Linked DNA regions of Mus musculus: all the other regions are linked to region 1. Evidence: chromatin contacts called from public HiChIP or PLAC-seq data. All regions are on one chromosome and are shown on one strand. The core of a region is the stretch at or near the end of the contact, and the rest is flanking DNA. Distances in the headings are between cores, read along the strand shown.

The links. HiChIP or PLAC-seq counts read pairs in DNA pulled down with a chosen protein or histone mark.
Region 2: a contact with region 1 is called in an H3K4me3 HiChIP or PLAC-seq map of embryonic stem cells, with 18 read pairs. The contact joins the promoter of Mfsd13a here to the promoter of Gbf1 in region 1. A contact is called at or near these places in 16 of 39 promoter capture datasets (the 3T3-L1 cell line, the C10 cell line, the HPC-7 cell line and 12 more), 2 of 484 Hi-C or Micro-C datasets (embryonic stem cells and regulatory T cells), 8 of 115 datasets of contacts at active chromatin or transcription factors (bone marrow-derived macrophages, effector CD8 T cells, embryonic stem cells and 3 more) and 4 of 9 other capture datasets (adipose tissue, embryonic stem cells, liver and 1 more).
Region 3: an H3K4me3 HiChIP or PLAC-seq map of embryonic stem cells shows a contact between it and region 1, with 5 times the contacts expected there. The contact joins the enhancer-like site here to the promoter of Gbf1 in region 1. A contact is called at or near these places in 8 of 39 promoter capture datasets (the 3T3-L1 cell line, 3T3-L1-derived adipocytes, the HPC-7 cell line and 5 more), 8 of 484 Hi-C or Micro-C datasets (the G1E-ER4 cell line, embryonic stem cells, erythroblasts and 4 more), 8 of 115 datasets of contacts at active chromatin or transcription factors (the 230-238 cell line, astrocytes, bone marrow-derived macrophages and 4 more) and 3 of 9 other capture datasets (adipose tissue, liver and pancreatic islet).

What each region holds. Positions count from the first base shown.
Region 1 is chr19:46,149,690-46,154,090 of GRCm38.p6, reverse strand. It overlaps Gbf1 (golgi-specific brefeldin A-resistance factor 1), which reads right to left and starts at 1,533. Exons shown (of 40, transcript NM_178930.3): 1 at 1,299-1,533.
Region 2 is chr19:46,355,578-46,359,882 of GRCm38.p6, reverse strand. Mfsd13a (major facilitator superfamily domain containing 13a) reads right to left here and starts at 3,003. Exons shown (of 9, transcript NM_029186.2): 1 at 2,899-3,003. It also overlaps the pseudogene Gm24610.
Region 3 is chr19:46,373,145-46,377,320 of GRCm38.p6, reverse strand. Mfsd13a (major facilitator superfamily domain containing 13a) reads right to left here. Exons shown (of 9, transcript NM_029186.2): 9 at 2,067-2,875. The coding sequence ends at 2,607. It overlaps Actr1a (ARP1 actin-related protein 1A, centractin alpha), which reads left to right. Exons shown (of 11, transcript NM_016860.2): 11 at 1-508. Among named protein-coding and RNA genes, the nearest start is that of Mfsd13a, 18 kb to the right of the region's middle. Within about 2 kb of position 2,535, at least 52 of the 459 cell types and tissues checked have an H3K27ac peak or open chromatin away from gene starts, as enhancers often do. A contact at or near this core is called in astrocytes, embryonic stem cells, neutrophils and 1 more, where this site is marked.

The sequences.
Region 1 (4,401 bases), core at 284-2,783:
ATTGTCTCTCATCTCTAACGTACTCTTTACCTTCGAAGGACTTCACCAGTTTATGACACAGCAATGTCAAAGGTCACTACTGGGCCATAAACTACACTCTTTCGGGTTGTGCCCTACCATTCACTCTGTTTCCCTGACCCTACCACAAGGAGCAGAACAACTCTCCTAACTTGTCTCTTTGCTAAAGACAGTGTCTCACTTGGCCCAGGCTGGCCTCTAACTCAAGAAGTAGCTGAGGATAACCTTGAATGTCAGGGCTAACCCTCGTGTTTCCATCTCCCAAGTAGGGAATAATTACAGATGTGGACCAACATGCCCAGTTTATGAAGTGCTAGGGACTGAACTCAAGGACTCCATACATGCAAGGCAAACACTCAACCAGCTACGTCTCCCTCCAGCCCTTTTCATGATTTTTCACCTACTAAAAATAAATAGACCACCAGGACCAAGCCTTATCAGTATTCAAACCCCTCTTAACTCTCAATCAAATGTGTCACAAAAGAGTGGCTGCCTTGGGATCAAACCTCATATCCTTAAAAAGAAGGGAGTTACAGTGGGTAAATGCCTACCCATAACACACACCTAAAGAGTTTAAGGCAGAAGGAGGTGGATCTTTGTAAATCCAAGGCCAGCCTGGTCTACATAGTGAATTCCAGAAAAACCAGAGCTACACAGAAAGAACCTGACTCAAAAAGAAAGAAAGGTGTTTACATGCAGACCCCTGGTGACAGCTGAGCTATCCTGTAAAAGCAAGATCTTACAGGCCAGGTTCTCAGGCGGCTGCCTCCAGTCTTCTATGCCTTCTGACTACCTAATCCAAACTGAGCTGGCTCATCTTTCAGGATTAATGGGGCGCTTCAGTTGTGCTAGGACGCAGTCACCCCGAAGTGACAGATGTACAGAATCTGAAAAGATTCACTCTCTAAACCCTGAAACCATCCTTAATTTTGCTTTCAGATGTTGAGGACTTTAGGGTGCAGAAGGGTCTGAAAAAGAAGAGCTGCAGGCCAGATTATGCCTAGGGAAAACAAACAAACAAACAAACAAAAACAAAAACAGATTCTAGCATCCACCGAGTCACAGGTGGAGCTGAAACACCCCTCGGGGACAAGGGTCTGACCTTTGGCCCCTGCACACCTCCCAACTCCCTCTCACATCAGTCCTCTGGGTTTACTTCTTCCCACTAAGCCCATCGCCCAGGCCGCTTCGCCCAACCGAAGGACCCTTCCTCCTTATTCTTGATGGCAACGTCAGGAGGCCCTCACGACGCTGGAACTCTAAGAAGAGACTTCGCTGACCTGTCAGCGGATCCAAAATGGCGGGGCCTAGTCCCAGAACCGGCGGCAGCCGCAGCTCATGTCCAGCCTGGCCCCGGAGGCGTCTCCCGGCCGCTCTCCCGGCGCCGGCGGCGAGTGAGAGAAGGGAAGGATCCTGTCTTCTGGAAGGCAACCCTAACTTCAGGGTGAGACCTCACTGCAGGCTGGAGTAAGTGGGCCGGGACGCTCGGTGGTGCCGGCTACCTTCCCTGTCAGCTCACTGACGTGGTAACTAGCCTCAGTCTAGCCCGCTGCCTGGTAACTGCGAGAGTCCTGCCGCGCTCAGCCAATCAGAGCGTGGCACTCTGAAAAGTGGCATTCCGACTATCCAATCGAAGAAAGAAATTAGCTCTGGGAGGCGTGCAATGCCCAAAGAGACCAGATTACAAGGGAAAGAAGAGTAGGTAGGGGACAGCCAACGGATACGAGGATTCTCTGACTGACAGTTACAGAAGCCAATAAACAATGAAAAATTGTGCTGGGCGGTTGAAGAGGTGGGGTCAGATAGGGTTCGGTTGCAGTGCGCTGTTTAGCAGTGGCTGCTGGGCATCCTGGGCAGGAAGGCTATGATTTGCTGGAAAGGGGGCGGGGTCCGTTTTGAGAGCTTGAGCGGGCGACCCTACTCCCCCAACTTCATCCTACCAAAGTCACCTGGGCTTTACTACTTTAGGGATCGCTCTCTTTCCAGGCAGGTCTGGGGTTGAAACGCGTTCCTAAATCCGGCCCGTGCAATCTTGCCTACGCCCTCCTGTCTTCTGTGCCCCACTTGGGTATATGTGCCTGTCTCATCCTAACTCTGATTTTTGCATTTTCTACTCCATTCCTACCATCCAGAAATAGAGAAAATGGTAGCAGAAATCTTGGATACCTAATTAGAGTATCCTCATTTTCCAGACGTGGAAAGAGTTCTACCGAGGAAAGCTGGATCCATGCATAGCAGAGAAAAACATACACCTACCCCAGCCAATTCGGTGCGGAGAGTAAGGGGCATGGGGGTACTTAATACTTCTTTTTAAAAAGAAAGAATTTGTCTATTTTAAGATAATGCTCTTAGCCACTAAACCATCTCTCCAGCCTCCCTCAATACTTGGTATACCTTACTCCATAGGGCTATATGACTCTCAGTTCAGCCCTTCCTATTAAGCCTTGGACAAATCTTAATGAACGATTGGTGGAGGTGTATGAGGATCAAGTCTGAGGGCCTAATCTCACACCATTAGTCCACATCGTTAACAAAAAGAAGAAGAAGAAGAAGAAGAAGAAGAAGAAGAAGAAGAAGAAGAAGAAGAAGAAGAAGAAGAAGAAGAAGAAGAAGAAGAGGAAGAAGAGGAAGAAGAGGAAGAAGAAGAAGAAGAAGAAGAAGAAGAAGAAGAAGAAGAAGAAGAAGAAGAAGAAGAAGAAGAAGAAGAAGAAGAAGAAGATGATGATGATGATGATGATGATTTCCCATTTTCCTTCGAAATGCGGACAGGTGAGACTGGAAAGGAAGCTTAGCAGTTAAGTGTGCTTGCTGCTCTTCCAGAAGACCTGAGTTCAGTTCCCAGGATGTACATAGCACTATCTACTGTAACTCCAGCTCCAGAGGGATCCAACACTTTGGGCACATACTCACACAGAGACACGCGCGCTCTCGTGTGTGTGTGTGTGTGTGTGTGTGTGTGTGTGTGAGAGAGAGAGAGAGAGGGGGGGGGAGAGAGAGAGAGAGAGAGAGAGATCTTTCTGTAACCCTGGCTACTGACTGTCCTTGAAGCCCAGGCTGGCTTCAACCTCACAGAGATCTACCTGCCACTGCCTCCCAAATGCTGCACCACTATGCCAGGCACAGACACATACATTTCAAATAATAAAAAATAAATCTTTTGTTTGTTTGTTTTTCAAAACAGAGTTTCTCTGGGTAACAGCCCTGGCTGCCTGGCTGCCCTGGAATTCACTTTGTAGACCAGGCTGGCCTCGAACTCAGGTCTGTCTGCCTGCCTCTGCCTCTCAAGTGCTGGGATTAAAGTCATATGCTACCATGTCCAGCAAAGCAAACCTTTTCTAAGGCCATTGGAATGTGGCCTTGAAACAGGCACCCAAGGCATCCATAGGTTATGATCCTCTAATTTAAAAAACCATCAGAGCCAAATCCAATATGAAGAATCCCCCAACAACTCCCTGTGTCTATGCATTGGTCTTGGTCTCTAGGTCCAGCTAGGAACCTAAAGGAAGTCAGATGAAGATGATACGATCACCAAGGTATTTCATTCTATGATACCTCTGAGCCATTTTTCTCTTCGTTTGGTCTTTAGGGCTTCTCTCAGGTTGGAGAGCAAATAGGAAAACCCTGTAAGTAAACTAAAACTCCCTACTCTCCCCTCCCTATCTAGGTATGCCTCCAGACATTAGACATCTTAGAAGTATGTGATTATCAATTAAAGATGGAGAGAGAGACAGAGAGAAAGCAATCCCCAGCCCCTCACAGGTGCTACACATCATTTAACAGATAAAACAGGTTTTTTTTTTATTTATTTCAGTGCAACATTTATTGAGTTTCTTTTTCCTTCTCTCTCCAGCCCCTTTCGCTCCAGCCCAGAGATTTATTTATTTATTATATGTAAGTACACTGTAGCTGTCTTCAGACACACCAGAATCAGAGGGCATCAGATCCCATTACAGATGGTTGTGACCCACCATGTGGTTGCTGGGATTTGAACTCAGGACCTCTGGAAGAGCAGTCAGTGCGCTTAACCGCTGAGCCATCTCTCCAGCCCCCCATTTATTGAGTTTCTATATGCCTGTGAATAGAAAAAGAGGAAAGAAATGCTTCTTGTTCTCCTAAATTTTATTTTATACAAGTCAACACATCAGTTGATTCCTTCAATATGGAGGATGGAGTGATATCAAATCTATACATAAGGGGTCATGAGAGCAAGAAGCTACACCTTTGGCCAGCCTGGAAGTTCAGGCAAGGCTTCTCAGATAAAACAGAACCTAAGTGGAACTCAGAAATTAGGATCAGCAATATAACGACTGTTTTTGTTGTTGTTGTTGTTGTTTTTTGTTGTTGTTGTTGTTTTTTTTGTTTTTTGTTTTTGGTCAGGAAAAA
Region 2 (4,305 bases), core at 1,754-4,253, 200 kb before region 1:
GCACTCGGGAGGCAGAGGCAGGCAGATTTCTGAGTTCGAGGCCAGCCTGGTCTACAGAGTGAGTTCCAGGACAGCCAGGGTTATACAGAGAAACCCCCGTCTCAGAAACCTAAATAAATAAATAAATAAATAAATAAAATTTTAAAATTATTTTTTTTAAGATTAGAAGGCAAGGACCAACACCTGAGGTTGTCCTCTTCCCTCTAGCCACTCACTATAGCTTATGCATGGATATCCTTAAATGCAAACATGTATGTACACACACATGATATAAATACACCAAAAATATACATTTAAAAAAAATCAGTTAGGGACTCCTCTGACTAATCTATAAGTCTTTGTTGTAGACAAGGGCTGGCTGGCTTCAAACTTGCGGCAATCCTCCTGCCTCTCCGGTGCTGGAATTACAGGTGTATGCCACCACATTGCAATATTCACCATGGATGCCTCTCAGACCTTCCTATGTGTCACCCTCCCAATTCTGTTTTAAATGCCACCTCCACACTTCCATTCACGCGCTGCCTTCCAACCCGAAGTCTGGCTGTGACTGTGTGCTGGCTCTGAGACCTTCAGGACAGGCCTGGCTTCCACATCCACGGCTGTGAACCCTTCACAGTGCATTTCCTATTCCCATCTACAGTCTATAGACGCAAGCAAAGCCCGGAGATCAGGTAAATAACTGGCCCACAGTCGCAAGCTATGAGGTGCTGGAACCAAGAAGTTCTTTTTTTTTTAAACAAATGTTCCCAACAGGTAGTAGCCTATGAAAAACCTCATGGGAATTTTTCTTTATGGTCATGTCCACAGCAAATGAGAAACTGCACTCTAAAAGCCTTGGTAATGACCATTAACCAAGACGTTCTAAACAGGTTCTGGCTACAAACCTTGGCACCTCTCATTTCACCATGCACCCACTTCCACAATCTTTTTGCTTTGAGACAGGGTCTCTCTGTGCAGTCCTAGCTGTCCTGGAACTCACTCTGTAGACCAGGCTGGCCTCAAACTCAGAAATCCGCCTGCCTCTGCCTCCCAAGTGCTGGGATCAAAGGCGTGCGCCACCACTGCCCGGCTCCACTTCCACAATCTTATGAAATCTTGCTCCCTCAAAGCCCTCGCCAGGGTCCTCATACCCCCCAGGTTCGCCCAATCAGGTATTGTCTACCTTTTCCAGTCCCCCTGCATCCTGGGAATGAGTGCTTTCTCTATTTCCCTCCAGCTCAAGAGCCCAAGAACAAGGCTAGGCCACTCCTCCTGCAGATCCCTCCCCCAAGCCTCTGCTCAACACCTGCTGAGTCCATTGTCCCCCAAGGCCAATGTGGGTGTCCTCTGCCTTACAAAGGGCAGTCACAGGAAAACAAACACCCACAGCCCACTCTAGGTGCTCTGATTGGCTGTGGGGTTTGGAGAAGCAGTAGCAACCTCGAACCCTATAGCAAACCTGTGCATTGAGGCTGCAGATGTACGAGGGCAGTGTTGGTAAAAGCCAGCAGTAAGTTACAACCCTTTCACCCAGGACACAGTACCAAGCTAAGAAAACAAGGGCAGAATGTGACCCAGGTAGTAGTAAAAGGGGCCAGACTAAAAAGGGAGTTTGTAAGCCTCCACCAAGCTTCTATCAAGATGGAAGACACCCGCTGAGGGTAGGAGACACAAAAGCATTTCTCTCTTGAGGAGCCCTTCGGAGATACTTCAAGATCCTTCTCCTAGCAGTCCACTCTCCAAGGTTTCTGGGAGATTAACAACAGGAAAGATTGGCCAACCGCAGCAACCTCTGGTGACAGAGTACAATTGAGGGAGGAAACCAAGGAGTAACCGGCTGGGCCCGGAAGGAAGACTATCAGGAGGAGGAGGGTAGGCGGTTCCCACTCCCTTCAGGAGGGAGCCTGTAGAGACCACAGAGGGGAAAAACTACTAAGTAATACTGTATGTATCAGCAGTGCTTGGGTCAAGGATGAACGCTATCCTCACGTAGCCACAAAACTTGTTCCCACGTCTGTGGAAAAAGCAAATCTGTTTGCTGCCTGTCCTGCCAGTATCGAATGAGCAGGTGGAATTTCAAGTCATAATAACAAAGCAAATACTAGGCGTGTCATTTTCTCAGCAAGCTGCTGACTGGATTGTTAGCTGTTTCACTCCCTGGTCAGTCTCCGCAGAATGAAGGAGCCCGCAGGAGAGTTGTTGAAGGAGCCCGACTCTCTCCCGCGAGTTAACAGGTTCACCCTCCTCGGATGGAAAATGGAGTTTTCACCCATTGCCAGAGGGACTTTCTCGGTCCTTCACAGGATTTTATGGTGGCACGAAAGTGTCAGAGCCGACTCACCTCAGAATCGCTGGCCACTTCTAAGTCTCTGAGGAATTAACTGGGAATCAACCCAGGAGCTTTCTACTCAGAAACACGTGTAGTGGTTTTCATTTCGTTTGCACATTACCTGAAGAGCTAGCTATTCTAGAACACCTAGGCTCGGACCTCGCTCAGACCTCTAAAATTGGGATCTCTGGAGGTGATGCCCAGCATCTTTTAAACTATCCAGTGGTTCTACTCTGCTACCAGGTTTAAGGGCCACTAGGTCAATGAGTGAATCCCGGCCTGAACCATTGCATCCATGAACTCAGATTCCTCAAGGAGCAACCTGGACGGTGCATCCCCTTTTCTTACCCCAACAGAGACCTTCAGCGGGGATTCTACACTTGCCCCTTGGTCCCAATTCCTCCTGACCCCAGAATTTTCCAATCCATAATCTGGCACCTTAAGGAACCGCGCAAAGTGTCCCAATGACTCAAACAGCGCAACGCATTCCCGCCCCACCCTCGGGCTGGTCCTTTGTATCAGATCAGCCCCGGGGTCCGGCCCGCTCCTCCGGGACCGGAGAGGTCCTGGGCCGTGGGCCAGCAGCTCACCGCAATCCTGGCAGACGATGCCTAATTCCGCGGCAGCGGGGGAGCCAGGTGCCAGCCAGTGCGCCTGCGCGCTAGCAGCCTTGGGCTTCCCCAGTCTCTCCCTCCGCCCCTTCCCAGCTATTGGCTCCGCACGGCTCTCCCGATAGCAGCTCGGGCAGGTGACCGCGCCTGAGGCTGTCGCTGCCATGTTTGTAATGGGCTATTTCCCTTAGGGACCCAAAAGAAAACGGGCATCAGGCAACAGGGGCAGGTTGCCTGGATTCCTGAAGTACTTATCTCCTCTCTCTTACCTCCACGAAAACTGTCATTTCAGCTCAAAGCAAGTTCCTCTTGGGGACTCTCCCTTCTCTTCCCCGATCCTAATTTCAGAAGATGAGAATTTAGCAGAGACTACCTACGGCTGGATTGTGAGCCTGCGAGTGCAAAGTCCAGCTTGAGCTGTGGGCATGAGGAATCAAAGGAATGGAGAGCCAGGGCAGGAGATGGTAGACACAGGCACTTGGCCATTAACCCACAACCCATGCTGCCCGACTTCTTTGTAGTGGTAGTAATAAGAATTAGAAGACGAAGCCGGGCGTGGTGGCGCATGCCTTTAATCCTAGCACTTGGGAGGCAGAGGCAGGCGGATTTCTGAGTTGGAGGCCATCTTGTCTACAGAGTGAGTTCCAGGACAGCCAGGGCTACACAAAGAAACCCTGTCTCGAAAAACCTAAAAAAAAAAAAAAAAAAAAAAAAAAAAACAAGAATTAGAAGAGGAAGTAATGCCTGATTGTGCCTTTCTGAAATTCCTGTTGTTGTTGTTGTTGTTGTTGTTGTTGTTGTTGTTGTTGTGGTGGTGGTGGTGGTGTTGTTTTACGAGACAGGGTTTCTCCATGTGGCTCTAGCTCTTCTGGAACTCACTATGTAGACCAGGCTGGCCTCGAACTCCCAAAGATCTGATAATTTCCACCTTCTGAGTGCCGAGGTTAAAGGCATAGTCTGTAATTCTTGCTACATAGAAGGCTAGCCTGTGCTGAATACAGAGTGAATTAAGGGCAATCCGGGCACTTTAAACCCTATCTCAAACTAAAAACAAAAACAGGGCTGGCGATACACACACATAAAAGAACTGCTCAGCCACCTACTATTATGTACTTTGCAGGATAGGTGCACCGTTCCAAATGCCTCTTCCTCAAATTATACATGGGAAGTAGATGCTATTATTTCCACTTACAGATGAAAATAACCACTGGGTGCTGGTGGCGGCTGCACATACCTTTAGTCTTGGCACTGGGAAGGCAGAGACAGGTGAATTTCTGCTTTCAAGGCCAGCCTGATCTACAAAGCAAGTCCCAGGAAAGGTAGGGCATACAGAGAAATCCCATCTCAAAAACCAACCAACCAAACAACCAACCAAGCAAAAACCCT
Region 3 (4,176 bases), core at 1,286-3,785, 220 kb before region 1:
AGGCCCCTTGCGAGGGAGGTGTGTTGGAGATCTAGACCCTTTAAAACAAAGCAAGCTGCAGTTAACCATGTTGCCTTTTGCCACTCTAATTGACCAGTGGACTAAATGGCAGGGAGGCCCCTTCTGGGTTGGTCAGATTGGAGAGAAGGGGCTGACCAAAGTGCCAAGACCTAATGGGTGCCAGCCTTGCTCTCAGAAGTGGTCCAAGGGCCTTTGCGCCTGGTACAAGCTAGGGTGAGCCTGTCTTCACCGGCACCCTCACCCGTGACACCAAGTCTCGCCTCAGTTCCAGATTCCAGACAGTATTCTTTCTCCGCCATCCTATGACCAAAGGTCCCTGCCAGATGTAAAGCGAAGCTGGTGTGTGTGGAATCAGTGTGGCAACCCATGGACTGCAGTGCGCATAACCAGCTCACCTCTTAGCCCAAGCCTGTCCCTTGCACAGCCTCGCGAAGCCACTTTGCCTGGTGGGGCCCAGTGTACTTAAATAAAGTCGTTCCAATAGGTACATCAGTCTGACCTCTTTCTGTGACCAGTGCCTGGTAGGAAGAGATATGCAGACCGTACCCCAACCTGTAGGATGGATGGGAAGAGAACTGAGGGTCTAATTCCTATGTAATACTCAAATCTGTGGGTGAAGCCTGACTTCATCTCTGAAAATGGGTTTTGTTGTTTTTTTTCTGAGACAGGGTTTCTCTGTGTAACAACAGTCCTGGCTGTCCTGGAACTCTTCTTTAGACCAGGCTGACCTTGAACTCAAAGATCTACCTCCCAAGTGCTGGGATTAAAGATGTGCACCACACCTGCCCCAAGTTCTTAAAACTCATTTTGTAGAAGACATTTGAACCAGGCCTGTAATCCTAGCTACTCAGGAGACCCAGGCAGGAGACTCTCATGTTTAAGGACTGTGTGGGTTACAGAATAAGTTCTGAGCCAGTCTCCACAACATAATGAGATCCTGTCTCAAAATGAAGAGAGCTGGGGTTTACAGTTCAGTAGCAGAGCACTTGCCTAACATGCACGAAGCTCTGCTTTCTACCCTCAGCCCCCCCCTTACCCACCCACAAGCCATTTGGGGATGTAAGATGAAGAGCTTGATTCATTGAGATGACTGCAGACTGAGGGCAGGTACCAACAATTCTGTCCATCTCTGTTTGGCTCCCAGGACCCACATAGAACGGACTCTATGCAGCAAACTGACCTTTGACCTCCACATACATAAACAAACAAATGTAATAACGAATTCCTCTTTAAGTTAAGGGAACGGGGTTTAGTGGTGATCGCCTTTTATCTCAGCACTCAAGATGCAGAGTCTGGTCTACAGTGAGTTTCAGGACAGCCAGAGCTCCACAGAGAAACCTTGTCTCTAAATAAATAAGTTCCTATATCTAAAAGGAAGTTGCCAGATACCTAACAAATGTTTATACTCCCCCAATAACTATAAAATATGGGTGTTTATGATTCATTTCATAAAGACTTTCAGAACCCAAAAAAAAATTAAATAAATAACTTTGAGAGAACCACTGCTCATTGGCCGGGCCCCTGTGCAGACCGTCAGAACCCACACCATACAAAGGCTACAGCACTGTTCAGACCCATTCAACCAGAATCTTGGCAAAGACTCGGGCATTGATGTTTTGGAAGCTGTTCAGGTGATTTCCGGGCTGAGAGCCCCTAGCCTGGCAGAGGCTCCTTGACCACTGTTTTGCAATGCTGTGTGGGAAATGTGCTGAGGGAACCGGTTGCAGGCCTAATCACCCAGCACTCTGCTGGATTAATTTGTTGGTGACAGTAGGTTTTTTTTTCCTTTGGTCCCTTGGCTGTTTTTTTAGGCGAACTTTGAATTTGAGGCAATCCTGCCATAGCCTTCCAAATGCTGGAATTATAAAAATCACCAGGTTCAGCTTGCAGTTTACAATTTTATCCTAGTATCTCTAGGAAAATTATCTCAGGGAACTTTTCTGTTTCCCAGCCCCCAACAACCCTGCCTGCCCCCCCCCCCCACACACACACACATACACACACACACACACACACACATACACACACGGCACAGACCCAAAGAATTGGAATGACTGGCTTTACTTGAGATGAGATGAACCTCTTTAGAGTTTAGAGGCCTGCAGGGCTTTGGGGGCGCGGGCGGGAGGGGGCTACAGCAGAGGGCATGCCACTTCAAGCATAGCAGAAGCAGAGAACCCTCTGAGAGAAACGACTAGGAGGAGAGGCGAGTGGCACTTTCAGTCGACTTCTGCGTGGGCAAGAGGGGCGTCACAGCTTCAGAAACTCCCGAGCCCACCAAATGGCCAGCCCCAGCTACAGGTCCCAGGCAGTTCCTGGGCACCGTACTCAGCCCTACCCTTTCTGGTCCTCTTTTCTTGCTACCCCACAGGAGTCGCAGGTCCCTGAGCACACAGGGCCCAGCCCTTGCACAAGCTGAGTCACATGACTAAAGAAGGGGCAGTCCTTGGTGATGCTCCTGGTTCGGCTTCACCATCCGTTCTCTAGGCTGAACCCAGAGGTGAGGAAACAGGATGCTGGTCAGCACGAGAGGCTACTGCTGGGACTAGGCCAAGGATCTCAGCACAGTGGTCCTGATGGGCCTCTCACACCATCTTAATGTTCAGAGTATGGATCTGGGCCAGGTTCTGACGCTGGGCCTTGACCGTGCGTAGGCGTCTCCCATGCAGCGTGAACTGGGACCAGGTGAAGAGCTGCAGCAGCGCACAGGTGATGGGGACAAACACCAGCAGGTAGAAGCAGCCCTGGCGGAGTGTGGGAGCCTGCGCGGGGGCGGGGGCTGGGGCTGGCAGCTCTGGCCATGGCCGAACGCTCCCCACAGGGGTCATTGGGGATTGCTGAAAAAGGTCGTGACCTGGGGTGAGAGCACACAAGAGGAGCATGGTCAGCCCAGTTAACCCTCCAAAGCCCATAGGATGGTAAAAGAAACATCACGAGTGTCCTAAGCCACCACTAAAAGTTTGCTTAAGACTGGCCAGAGGCCGGGCAGTGGTGGCGCATGCCTTTAATCCCAGCACTTGGGAGGCAGAGGTAGATGAATCTGTGAGTTCGAGGCCAGCCTGGTCTACAGAGCGAGTTCCAGGACAGCCAAGTCTCTACAGAGAAACCCTGTCTCAAAATACAAAACAAACAAAAAAGTCTTTTTAAAAAAGTCACTGTTGGCTGGCTTCAATATTACAGTCTCCTAACGAGTAGCTGGGATTATAGGTATATGCCACAATTCCTAACCACAAATCTATCATCTATATTTTACTTGAAAAAAAATTTTGAAACAGGGTCTCTCTAGTAATCCTGGCTTTCCTGGAACTAAGTAGACCAAATTGGCCTCAAATTCACAGAATTCACTTCCTGACTTTGCCTCCCAAGTTCTGGAAATAAAGGCATATGCCACCATATCCAGCTGCTCCTGCTGCTCCAGCTGCTTCTGCTGCTCCAGCTGCTCCTGCTGCTCCAGCTGCTCCAGCTGCTCCTGCTGCTCCAGCTGCTCCAGCTGCTCCTGCTGCTTCCTATTCTTTCCTTCCTCCTTCCTCCTTCCTCCTCCTCCTCCTCCTCCTCCTCCTCCTCCTCCTCCTCCTCCTATCTAGTCCAGACTAGCTCTAAATTCCTTATGTACTCAAGGATGACTTCAGACTTCCGATCCGCCTGGCTCCACTTCCTGAGTGCTGGGATTGCGGGTGTCCATCACCACAGAGAGTCACCCGGTTCCAGAGTTAAACTCAAGGCTTCATACATACTTGGCAAGTGCTCTTCCTACTACCCTACAGCCCTGGCACATTGTTCTTGACTGAGACAGTATCATGCACCCTAGGTTGTTCTCAGTAGCTGAACGGAATGTTGACCCCCTCATCCTCCTACCTCTATCTCCTAGATGTTAGAATCACAGGTCTCTTCCATCTTGCTAACTCCTACCAGATCCATTTTTCCATTTGCTTGGTTTGCTTTTTTTTCCCCCCTTTAAATTCAATTTTATGTGCATAGGTGTGAGGGTGTCATATCCCCTAGAACTGGAGTGACCAACAGCTGTGAGCTGCCATGTGGGCTTTGGGAATTGAACCCAGGACCTCTGGAAGAGCAGCCAGGGCTCTTAACCACTGAGCCATCTCTCCAGCCTGGTTTGCTTTTTGAGACAAGGTTTCTTTGTGCAGCCATGGCTGA